2 separate regions of the Mus musculus genome follow, and region 1 is linked to region 2. Evidence: chromatin contacts called from public Hi-C data. All regions are on one chromosome and are shown on one strand. The core of a region is the stretch at or near the end of the contact, and the rest is flanking DNA. Distances in the headings are between cores, read along the strand shown.

Region 1 (5,354 bases), core at 1,496-3,995, 250 kb before region 2:
AAAAAGTTTGATGCTCGACTTTTACATTCATATTATACACAATCTCTTGTGTTGCTTCTGTTTGTCATTCATTTGCCAACTCCTTGTCTACCTGCAACCAGAGACTCATCCTCTGCAGACAGGGACCAAAAAAGGTCTGCAGCAAACCTAATTCACAGAATGTGTCAGTACAGTAGCAACTGTAGGTGTTCCTCCAAGATCCATGACGTCACTACTTTGGGTAGTTGGCTAGGTTTCCAGTACCTGGTGTGATTTCCCTTCTGCTGAGTGAGTCTAAAGTCCAATTAGAGAGCTGTTACATTGTTACTTTGTACATTTTAAAACAGTTTTTTGAGATTATACCAAGGTCATGTAGGCCACTACTGTACTCCTATGGTAATCTTGCCACACTGGTTGTTGTGGTTCATAGGTGTCTTAGTTAAGGTTTTACTGCTGAGAACAAACACCATGACCAATGCAACTCCTTTTTTTTTTTTAAAGATTTATTTATTTATAATATGTAAGTACACTGAAGCTGTCTTCAGACACCCCAGAAGAAGGAATCAGATCTCGTTACAGATGGTTGTGAGCCACCATGTGGTTGCTGGGATTTGAACTCAGGAGCTCTGGAAGAGCAGTCGGTGCTCTTAACCACTGAGCCATCTCACTAGCCCCCAATGCAACTCTTGTAAGGATAACATTTAATTGGGGCTGGCTTACAGGTTCAGAGGTTCAGTCCACTATCATCAAGGCAGAAACATGGCAGCATCCGGACAGGCATGGTGCAGTAGGAGCTGAGAGTTCTACATCTTCACCTGACAGCTGCTAGCAGAATACTGGTTTCCAGGCAGCTAGGATGAGGGTCTTAAAGCCCATGCCCACAGTGACACACCTATTCCAACAGGGTCACACCTTCTAATGGTGAAAGTCCCTGGGCAGAGCATATACAAACCATCACATTCCACTCCCTGGCTTGTTCAAACATGAGTCTTTGGGGCTCATACCTAAACATAGCATAATAAAAATACATTGATTCTAACTTACAAAGCCCCTATAGTCTATAGCAGTCTCAACTGTTAAAAGCCCAAAGTTCAAGGTCCTGTCTGAGATTCATCCAATCACTTAATCCCCAAAGCAAAAGATAGGAAACCAGCTGGGCAACTCCAAACTCTGCATCTCCACGTCTGATGTCAAAGCGGTCTTCAGATCTCCAACTCTTTTTTTCCATTTTTGTTGACTGCAACCAACTTCTTTCTCCCAGGCTGGTTCCACTCCGTTAGCAGCTTTCCTCAGCAGATAGCCCACGACTCTGGCATCTTCAATGTAACTTCAATGTTACAGCTTCTTGTTTCAGTGTTTGGGATCCACACATGATCTTCTGAGCTCCTCCAAAGGGCTTGCTTCACTTCTCCAGCTCTGCCCTCTGTAGCACTCTAAGCTCAGGTTGATCCACTCCACTACTGCTGCTGTTCTTAGTGATCATCCCATTATACTGGCATCTCCACTATGCTAGGGTCTTCTGCTGCAACTGGGCTTCACCAATAGCCTCTCATAGGCTTGCTTCATAATGCCAAACCTCAAATCCTTTGCATGACACCTTCAATCCTACACTGGGGCATCGAGCCTCCATACGACCAAGAGCCTCCTCTCCCATTGATGCCAGATAAGGCAGGTCTGCCATCCAAATATTCAGGAGGTAGAGGCAGGAGGATTATGAGTTTGAAGTCATCAAGGTCACCAAGATACTGTCTTAGAGAGGAAGAAAGGAAGAAAGAAAGAAAGAAAGAAAGAAAGAAAGAAAGAAAGAAAGAAAGAGGAAGGAAGGAAGGAAGGAAATATATATTGAGTCAGAGCTTTCTAAAGGGACTAAAGCACTACAAATAAAAAAATTGTTTTCTAGCATAGGAAAAATAGCCAGAGTATGAATAAGGTTAAAGAGCAAACCACTAGCTGGCTTAGAAACAAAACACAGACAAGGGGTTTAAACTAGTGTCTGGAATACAACTAGGAGAACAATTTAATAAAAAAGCACGAACAGAGAATTATTCTCTATTCTCTATTGTTCTGCAAATAATGCTGAAACTCTGGGACAATTTCTATCCTCAGATAAACAGAGATTTGAAAAGCACAACCACATGCAGTTTTGGCCAGACCTTGGGCGGGGCGGGGGGGGGGGGCCCACAGTGCGGGAAGGAACAAAACACATTTTCTTACCAAAATCCCAACTTTTTTCCCCCTTTGCTATAGCAATTCAGCTTCTACAGAAAACTCTTCAGACATTCATGTGAAAAAGTTCTGTCCCCAGGTGGAAAGTTCTTGAAACAAATCACTAAGTGGGCAAAGTGGACTATGGCAAATTTGATGTATTGCTAGTATTCTGTTATGGGAGAATTGAGACAGATTCCGAATCTATATTCCTTATTTGTTGCATGTGGAATAAATACCAGCATTTACATGTTGGGTATAAGATATGGCAGATATAGATGGTGGCAAGCCATGATCAGTATTTATTCCTTGCTCAAAACCACGTCAACAGTAGTTTCAATCAAAGGTCCCTGAGTTTTAGAGGACCTCACATGGCTACCCCATTTACTGGATCCGAGTATTCACATGACCAGTGAGATTTTCAGGATGATTTAACTGCTTGGCTGTGGGAAGTCCATGGAGCAGAGTCTAATCTTGAGCTTCTCTCCTGTTTGCTTGGAGAGCCGCTTTGCTTAGTGATCTTAGCTGCAAAGGATTCTACACTGTGTCAGCAGGTGGCTCCAGAGGCAGCTGTTTGTAAGATGGCAACAAAATGAAAGCAGTGTTGCAGAGCAAGCTGACTGCTTAATCTCATGGTCTACAAACACTAGAAAAAAACAAAAGCAATATTGTGTAAATGCTATGTAACTCAGACAAACCTGGAAGTAATAGAGGATTATGGCCACAGATACTCTCTAATGTGAGTCACATTATATAACTACAATTATGTAATTATGTGAAGTGTGTATTATATGTATTGGGAGAGAAAAAACGTGTGCAAGAATGAGAGGGGCGAAAGGAGAGAAGGAGGGAGGGAGGGGAGAGAGAGGTTTAGAGGGCAGAGGAGAAGGTTAAATTTTCTAATAAATTTATTAGTCTCAAATGTTCTCAACCTAGCACCCATCCACTACATGCCAATCTCCTGCCAGATGTCAAAAGACCAAGACTGGACAGTCCTGATGATGTGCAGGAAAATTCTAACTCTTGGTACCATACAGGTCTCTACACAAAGTCAGGTCTTTATACACAGACCTGGGAGAGGTGGGCACTGAGAGTGTCCTTTCCCCTTATAATCAACCACTCACAAAATTGACCTCACCTCCTAGGAGTCCATTTGCCTTGGTCAGCCCCAACCTCATGTCACACCCAGGTTAACCTCACTTCACACCCAGGTTATGGTGGAGGATGTGGGAGGAGCAAGACTATTTTTTCGGGATAGCATTTGAAACATAAATGAAGTAAATACCTAATAAAAAAATTGGAAAGAAAAAAAAATAAAGGCATGCACCACTAACCTGGCCCCCTCCTGTGGCGTTTTGTCACAGTAGCACTAGAAAACTAAGAAAGGAACAGAAATAGGAATACCCCTCAGAAGTGCAATATAGTTGCTTTTGCATGTTTCAGAAATGACCAGCACCAATGGTGCCTAGAGTCTGGCCAGGGTTCCTCACTGTGCAATCTGGACGAGTCTTAAGAAAAGGATACCCACCCTATTCCAACAGTCTTTATGAGACATAGTCCAGGCTTATCAACAGCAAGGCTCTGAGGCCCATTCAAGTTTCCATGTGTTTATAAAGTTCGCATTTGGCCTCACTTCACCTGAGATATACCATGCCTAACTTATCACAGAGAGGTGACCACAAAGGGACAGATTTGGGTGATATTTAGTTTCTGCTGTTCAAAAGTCAGATTTGGCTACAAGATACTAATGGCATCCTTGGAAAACATATTGCCTGAAGTCCTCCGGCATGTTGAGGGCTTGGAGCTCAGTCAAAGGGTTCTTCCTAGGGGAGATAGTGCAGGAAGTGGGTCTGGGGTGGACAAGGCTTTGGCTGAAGGTGAAGAACTTTACATTTTTAAACATAACTCTGAGAGGGAGGAACCGTTGGCTCCATTTTCCTTTCATTACTATCTTGCCTAAAAATTACACTCCAGCCACCTACTATCTGACATTGCATCTTAGATTAGTTGTGTGTGTGTGTCTGTCTGTCTGTCTGAGTACATGTGTGCTATGCATATGTGTGAGGATATACTTGCTGTGAATATGAACCTGTGTGAAGATCACAAGTCAGTATCTAGAGCCCAGCGTGTTTTCCTGGGTCACTCATTCTCTCTGTTGGATTGGCAAGATGAGCTGGCTGTTTGCCTCCAATCACTTTACTGGCTGGTCTTGTAATACCAACTTGACACAAGTTGGAATTATCACAGAGAAAGGAGCCTCCCTTGAGTGTGTGGGGCAATGGGCTATGCACAGACAGCTTGGTCTCCAGTCGAGTTGGGAGGTGGAACCCCGGTAGAACATGATGGATGGTAATTCCCACCTACATGGGACAGTAGGTGTTCCCTCATGTCTCCTGGACCCTGGCTCCTGTCAAAGTTACTGTCCCCACAGCCCCCACAGGAGAGGCTCATGGCTTTCAGTCATGTACACAACGTCCCAAGCTTCTGACCTTCAGTCTAGACTCCTCCCAGTTACCTAGCAACAGCAAGATAACAGCCCACTATAAGAGGGGCTATTTAGCCCCTCCTCACTCTCTTCCTCTCTCTTTTGTACTCTCTAGCCTTTCTTCTCTCTCTCTCCTTTTCCCCCTTCTCTCCTCTTGGCCATGGCCGGTCTCTCCCTCTTTCTACCTTCTCTCTTTCCCCCTGCCTTTCTACAATAAAGCTCTAAAACCATAGACTGTCTCTGCTCATCAAGGCCCGCTGTGCTTGGACGATGGGATAGGCTTTCTCCTAACGAGTCGTGCCTAATCTCCTGTCAGAAGGCCTTCCTGTGCTCCAGCCATGGACCAGACTAAGGACTCTAACCTGCGTGGAAACCTCTCTCCCTCTGCTCTCTTTCTGTATCCCCAGGACCCCTATTCTGTTCTTAGCTCCTCTGCCATATCCAGGATGGGATGCCAGAGACTGAGAACCTGGTACGGGGGCTGCCCCTTGTCCACCCCCTGCCATGTGGGGTCAGTGGCTTCACACAGTCAGATGCCCACCCAGGGCCAAGTGGAAAGCGTCCAGCAGTCCTCCCGTGTCTGCCTGTCCAGAACACAGGAACTCAGGCCGGACTCGGGCTCTCTCCCTTCCCCCCTTTCCCCTACACCCACAGCCCAGCACTTGAGGAAAGGCCTCTATGAGAC
Region 2 (5,565 bases), core at 11-2,510:
CCCCCTCAAGAGTCTAGCAGTCTCCTGCCAGCTCCACTGAAACCTAGGCTTTCCTGTCACATCGCTGGTCCTGATATGCTGGGTTCTGTCACTGGCCCTAGAGCCATTTCAAGGCAAGGACTTGCCCATTAAACAATAGCAACACAACCGTTTTCTTTCTTTTTAATGTAAGTGAATTAATATAATGTAAAATTCACCACTTTAAGGCAAACAGCTCAGTACTTACTCTGGTCTGGTTTCATTTCCTCCAACAAATCCGTGAACGCATGATGACGAAGGCTCTGGTAGCGGTAATGTTTACACAGCTTCATGCATGTGCTTCATGCCGCAGACTGGCACCCTTCAGGGTGTTAAGAGATCAGTTTTGGGACATGTATTTTGTTACATACAAAAGCTCAGACCGCGAGCAGGCATTTCTTTTTCCTGCCGTTTCCCTAACTTGGAGCCCAGTGTGTGCTTCAGACATCCATCATTTTGCCCCTGGTTCATAACCTAGTTGCTGAATAAAACTCGATTTCTGAATAAGCACACAGAGTACCAGGTTTCTCTATGGTATTTCCATCTGTCCTTTACGATGAGCAAATGAAGTGGGTTTTGCTTTTACATTTATTCTTGATGCCATTTGAAGACTGTGTGTACTGGGAGTATTAACCACTAGGGAAACTTCTTTCAAATATTTCAATAGAGTTTATTTGCGAGTCTTCTAATTTTATTTGCAAAGCTCCATAGGAATGACTCTGAAACCAAAAACTATTTTTTTTAAATTGTCATTATTTTATTCTTTGTACATGGATGCTTTGCCTGTACACGATCTATGTGTATGACTACTTCATAAGCCACCTTGTAGGTGCTGGGAATTGAACCTGGGTTCTCTGGAAGAATAGCCAGTGTCCAGAACTTTCAACTGCTGAGCCATCTCTTCAACCCCATGTATTTTGTTTTTTTAATTAAAACAGATCCCAGTTTTATCCCTGTAGATATTTTGCTTGCACATGTGTCACCTGGTGCCTGTAGGGGCCAGAAGAGACAGTCGGGTCCCCTGGAACTGGAGTTACAGATGGGAGCCACCTTGTGGGTAGTGGGAATCGAACCTGGGTCCTCTGGAAGAGCAGGCAGTGCTCTTAGCCACTTAGCCATCTCTCCAGCCTCTGGAATCTTGTTTGGTGGTTTATCTTCAGTTTCTTCAGCCACCCTGCTCCTGTCCAGCACACTTGGGCAAAAAGAGCCGAATGAATCTCTGAGGCTCTGGAGTGCCGGGCACACATAACCTGTCGAATGGTACTTTTTAGTTAATGTTTATTTCATGTGAAGACTGAAAGTCCAGCATTCTGTTTTTCCAGAAATTAACATTTCAAGCCCAGTTTCATTCTGGAAACATGACTGCTTTGTTCATCTATCTGATTTTTTTTTTTTTTGGGTCTCTTTTTGTCTCCCTCACAGCTGACAAGATGTTGTTCTTTTCCTCTGCTCTATAATTTATAAAATTGTATTGCAGTTGGCTTGAGGAGAATTGACTTAAGCATAGTTGAGCCTGTGAGTTTTCCTTCTGGCATGGACAAAAGCATCATTAATTATGAATATGAATTCCTTTTGGAAGTGACAAGATTGAACGTTTCCTCCTGCCAGCAGGCAGCTGTCTCATTCTGATGCTCAACACAGACGGGTTAGAGATGATTTCTCATGGCTGTGGCATCACATGCTAAAAAATATAAGATGCTAAAGAGAATGCAGATAGTTTATCATTGGCTTCTGTAAAGAAAAAAAAAGGTTTTGTGTTTTTCTTTTCTTTTTTTCTGTTTCCATTCACGGATGTGTTTGTGGTCTTCCACTTTGGGGCTGGCTGTAATCCAGAGTCTGGCTGTGTCTTACTATCTGTCTTACTGTGTCCATCTATCTATTCAGGTGGTCAAGATTCAAGAATCCCAAGGCCCTGGATCACCTTTTGGCTCTCCAGAAAACCTTGAGCGTCCACTTTGTTTGGTGAAGGGGTGGGAATAATGGTAGTCTCCGTTATGGACTGACATTCCCATGTGTGGTCACACGCAGTCTGCCGTTAACACCAGGAGCTGATGTACTGGGTGCAGGTTACAGAGGCTTGGAACTTTGACCCAGTATCTAGGCCGTGAGTGTGCCCACGGGGCTATCATCTGTCTGTCTGTAAGGTGGTTTCCTGTGTTTCGAATTCCCTGTTCTGTTCCCTGCAGCCTTTGTTGACAGAGAAGGCAACCCAGATATGGTGTATTGATGTTCTCACACTGGAAGGCCATGCTGTCCTATGTGTGTCCTCCCTGATGGTGACAGCTGGGGTTTGGCCAGCTACTGAGGGACCTGCATTGTTGTATTTCTTTCCAGGGTACCAGAAGCCAGCACTGTTGAGGATTCTCAGCAGAGTTTGGAACCCAAGGGCTCCTCTGTGTGTGTGTGTGTGTGTGTGTGTGTGTGTATTGTGTATATACATTTGCCTGTATAATTGTGATCATAAGATGAAGGTCCATCGTCTGGAGTTTTTCACTTACACCAGGTCACAAATCAGAGTTTTATCCTTTGTAGCGTTTTGTGGTTTTGGTTTCTGACTAAGAATGCTCGGTCTGTGTGTTGCGTGCTTCCAGCATGTATAATCCTTGAACGGGAGTTTAGCTTCACTCTTTGCCTTTTGTTGTCAAATTTATTTATTGAAAATTATTGTCAACTTTGAATTGTGGACTAGTTCCCTGTGAGTGGAGTGTGTTTGTGTTTAAGAAAGTTCTTCCTCTTCCTCCTCCTCCTCTCCTCATCTTTTCTCCTCTTCTCTCCTCTTCCTCATCTCTCTTCTTCCCCCCTCTTCCTCCTCCTCCTCTTCTTCTACTTCTTTTCAAGATAGAGTTTCTCATAGTAGCCCTGGCTGTCCTGGAAGGAACTCACTCTGTAGACCAGGCTGGCCTGAACTCACAGAGACCCACCTGCCTCTGCTTCCTGAGTGCTGGGATTAAAGGCGTGCACCACTACTGCTCAGTGAAACATTTCTTCTGACTTAAAAAGAAAAATGCCATAATGCTACACACTGGGCTCGAGTCACGTGGAAGTGATATGAATCGAGACAGTTGACACTATCCATTCGCTCCCTTAGAGAGCATTCAAAGCAACACCAGGGCTGCAGAAGCCATGCATCGGGAGAGGAAAGGGCCAGTGTCCCAGTAACAACACAAGTGGTCCCTGTTTACCCACCTCTCCAATTTGATTTCTTTAGGAATGTAGGGAGGGTACGATTTGGCTTGAAATGCTATTCAAATCCCAGTGCCTAGCATACATACATATCCTGGGGTGTGTGTGTGTACGTGTACGGTCCTATATGTTTTAAGGAGGATGGCCACCCAAGTCATTTTCTATACCCCTCGCTCTATACAGGAATTATTGTATCAGTTCAACTGTCTGTCCCAAGCTGCCCTTGGCTTTTGCACTGCTCTGCCCCGGCCCCCCATCCCCCCCCCCCCCCCAATGGCTGTACAGCGCCGGAGTGTCCATTGTGGTCTCAGCTCCTCTGTGTCTTCATTTTGTACTTATGAGGCTTTGACACAAAAGATTTTTGTGGTTGCTTTTAAGCAAAATAAGCCAGGGCGGGGGTGGGGTGGGGTGGGGGGGGGTGGGGGGTGTTTGAGCTCAAGTGCCCAACACATCCTTAGTGATCTCCCTCCCCCACCCCACCTCCTTGCTGAATAGCAGCTCTCAGGGGTCCAGAGAGAGCATATGGCTACCCTCTAAGCCATCTCTTCACTCAGGGTTGGTAGGTGGGTGAGCCCACAGGTGTGTAAGAGAAAGGACAGTACTAGGAGACAGACATCAGGGTTGGAGCCTCACACAGGGTATGGTTTGGCTGCAGCCTCATTACAAATAGTCACTCCTCTGAGGTGAGAGTTAGACTTGCAGTTTCTAAAGCTCCTAAGTGGAATTTTAGTGTATCTAGACCCTTCAGCTTTGGTGGGCGACCGTGCTTGATCCTTGTGAATTTTCGCACACCAAGAAGTCATTACCACAGACTCTGTTCAGCTCCTGTGCATGTCAGTCAGAGTGGCCGGCTCTGCCGCTAAAGGAACACACGGAGTTGAGATCAGGCATGAATGACTTCTGAATTACTGGTGAAAGGACTTTCTTGCACAGAGCAACACTCCCATCTGAGCCATGAGTTTGTTAGCACTTGCTGTGGACTAGAGAGTCTTCTGTGGACAAGGCAGTCAGGAGATGGCAAACCTTCGAACGCACAAAGGATTCTTAAAGTCAGGTCCTAGTGCAGCATTGACAGCTACTTCGAGTTGAGGTGGGTCTGTGGGGTTCTGAGGCCGCCACTGCCTCAGATTCTCATAGGAACCAGTGGATTTAGGGGTAAAGAAAGTAAGAGAGGACAGGGCGTTATTGATAGCATAAGGAGTGTGTGCCACATCTGTGTCTTTGGAAGTCTGGCAGTGCCATGGTGGTTGTAGCATAGGGGCTCACGAGGGAATGAGCGTATTGGGGTTGTTTGGGAAAGGCGTGTTTAGGTCTGTTCTTGTAAGGATGGAGGTTGGGTTCTAGAACCAAACAGCAGAACGAGGCTGGAACCATTCCTGAGAGAACAAGGCTTCCTTGTTCTAAAAACGTGGATCAAAATGACCAGTGAAGATCCTGGTGTGAGGGATGGCCAGTCCCAGTGTCTCCTTTCTACCACGGCTGTTAGAGCTCTCGGAAGCTTCCAGGGTTCAAAACCTTGGTGGGGCAAGATGCATTTTGGTATGCTTTGTATTTGGCAGTGTGACCTGTACTGAACACACCAGATGTTTAGAGGACACCTACTGACCAACTCGCACAGGGAACTAGTGTTTTAACTTTTAGCTTTAAGGTCGCCTGTCTTCAAACTGTGGTCCCCTGGGAGGAGGCGGTTAAATGGGTCTCTAAACATTCCTATGACAGAGTTTGGCTCTTGGTCTCTGCTGTGTTCTTCCTGTTTTGCCCTCGCCTGGTTCTCTTTTGGTTCACGCAGACCTCTGCCTTTCCCTCCCCTATGAACAAGAGGAATTGTATCTCAGAACTTCAGCGCCAGCCATTTAGAGCAGTGCTATGCAAACTACACCCCAGAAAATGAGTTTGCCACTTGTCCATAAGCTGAGAAAGGCTTTCAGATCGTTGGAATCTGTCACAGTCTAAGGCGACATGGAATTTTAGTTGAAATGTGTGCCCATTTCTGGGAATGCACCTGGCTGGTTCTCCTGGGGCTTGTCCATGGCCACCACTGTACCCTTATGGAGCTGAACTGTTCTGGTAGAGACTAAATGGCCTTTTCTGGGGACATTCTAGTTTCCTTTAAAGCAGAGCACCTTGGAAGGATGGAGGTGGAAGCAGAGATGGAAAGTGAGTCATTTATTTCCCTGTGTAAATTGAAATGTTCGGAGTGAAATTGTCTTTTAAGTAGCCACCTCCACCCCAACCCCAATTGTTTATTCCTTAATTGAGAGCCTTTGATTGGAGAAAACAAAAGAATGAAATCAACAACAGATGTTCATGGTGATGCTAAGGGAGAAGACTTCTATGTCGCTCTTACAACCGTGATGATCTTGC

What was found. A called contact is a pair of places that touch in the nucleus more often than the background predicts.
Region 1: a contact with region 2 is called in a Hi-C map of bone marrow-derived macrophages, with 26 read pairs. A contact is called at or near these places in 3 of 484 Hi-C or Micro-C datasets (the 3T3-L1 cell line, bone marrow-derived macrophages and ventricular fibroblasts), 14 of 130 datasets of targeted methods (bone marrow-derived macrophages, embryonic basal ganglia, embryonic fibroblasts and 9 more) and 4 of 9 other capture datasets (adipose tissue, embryonic stem cells, liver and 1 more).

Annotation. Positions count from the first base shown.
Region 1 is chr15:59,289,057-59,294,410 of GRCm38.p6, reverse strand. It overlaps Gm36617 (a long non-coding RNA gene), which reads right to left. Exons shown (of 4, transcript XR_875370.3): 4 at 2,460-2,830. Among named protein-coding and RNA genes, the nearest start is that of Sqle, 23 kb to the left of the region's middle.
Region 2 is chr15:59,032,531-59,038,095 of GRCm38.p6, reverse strand. All of the region lies in intron 3 of Mtss1 (MTSS I-BAR domain containing 1), which reads left to right. Among named protein-coding and RNA genes, the nearest start is that of Gm41330, 41 kb to the right of the region's middle.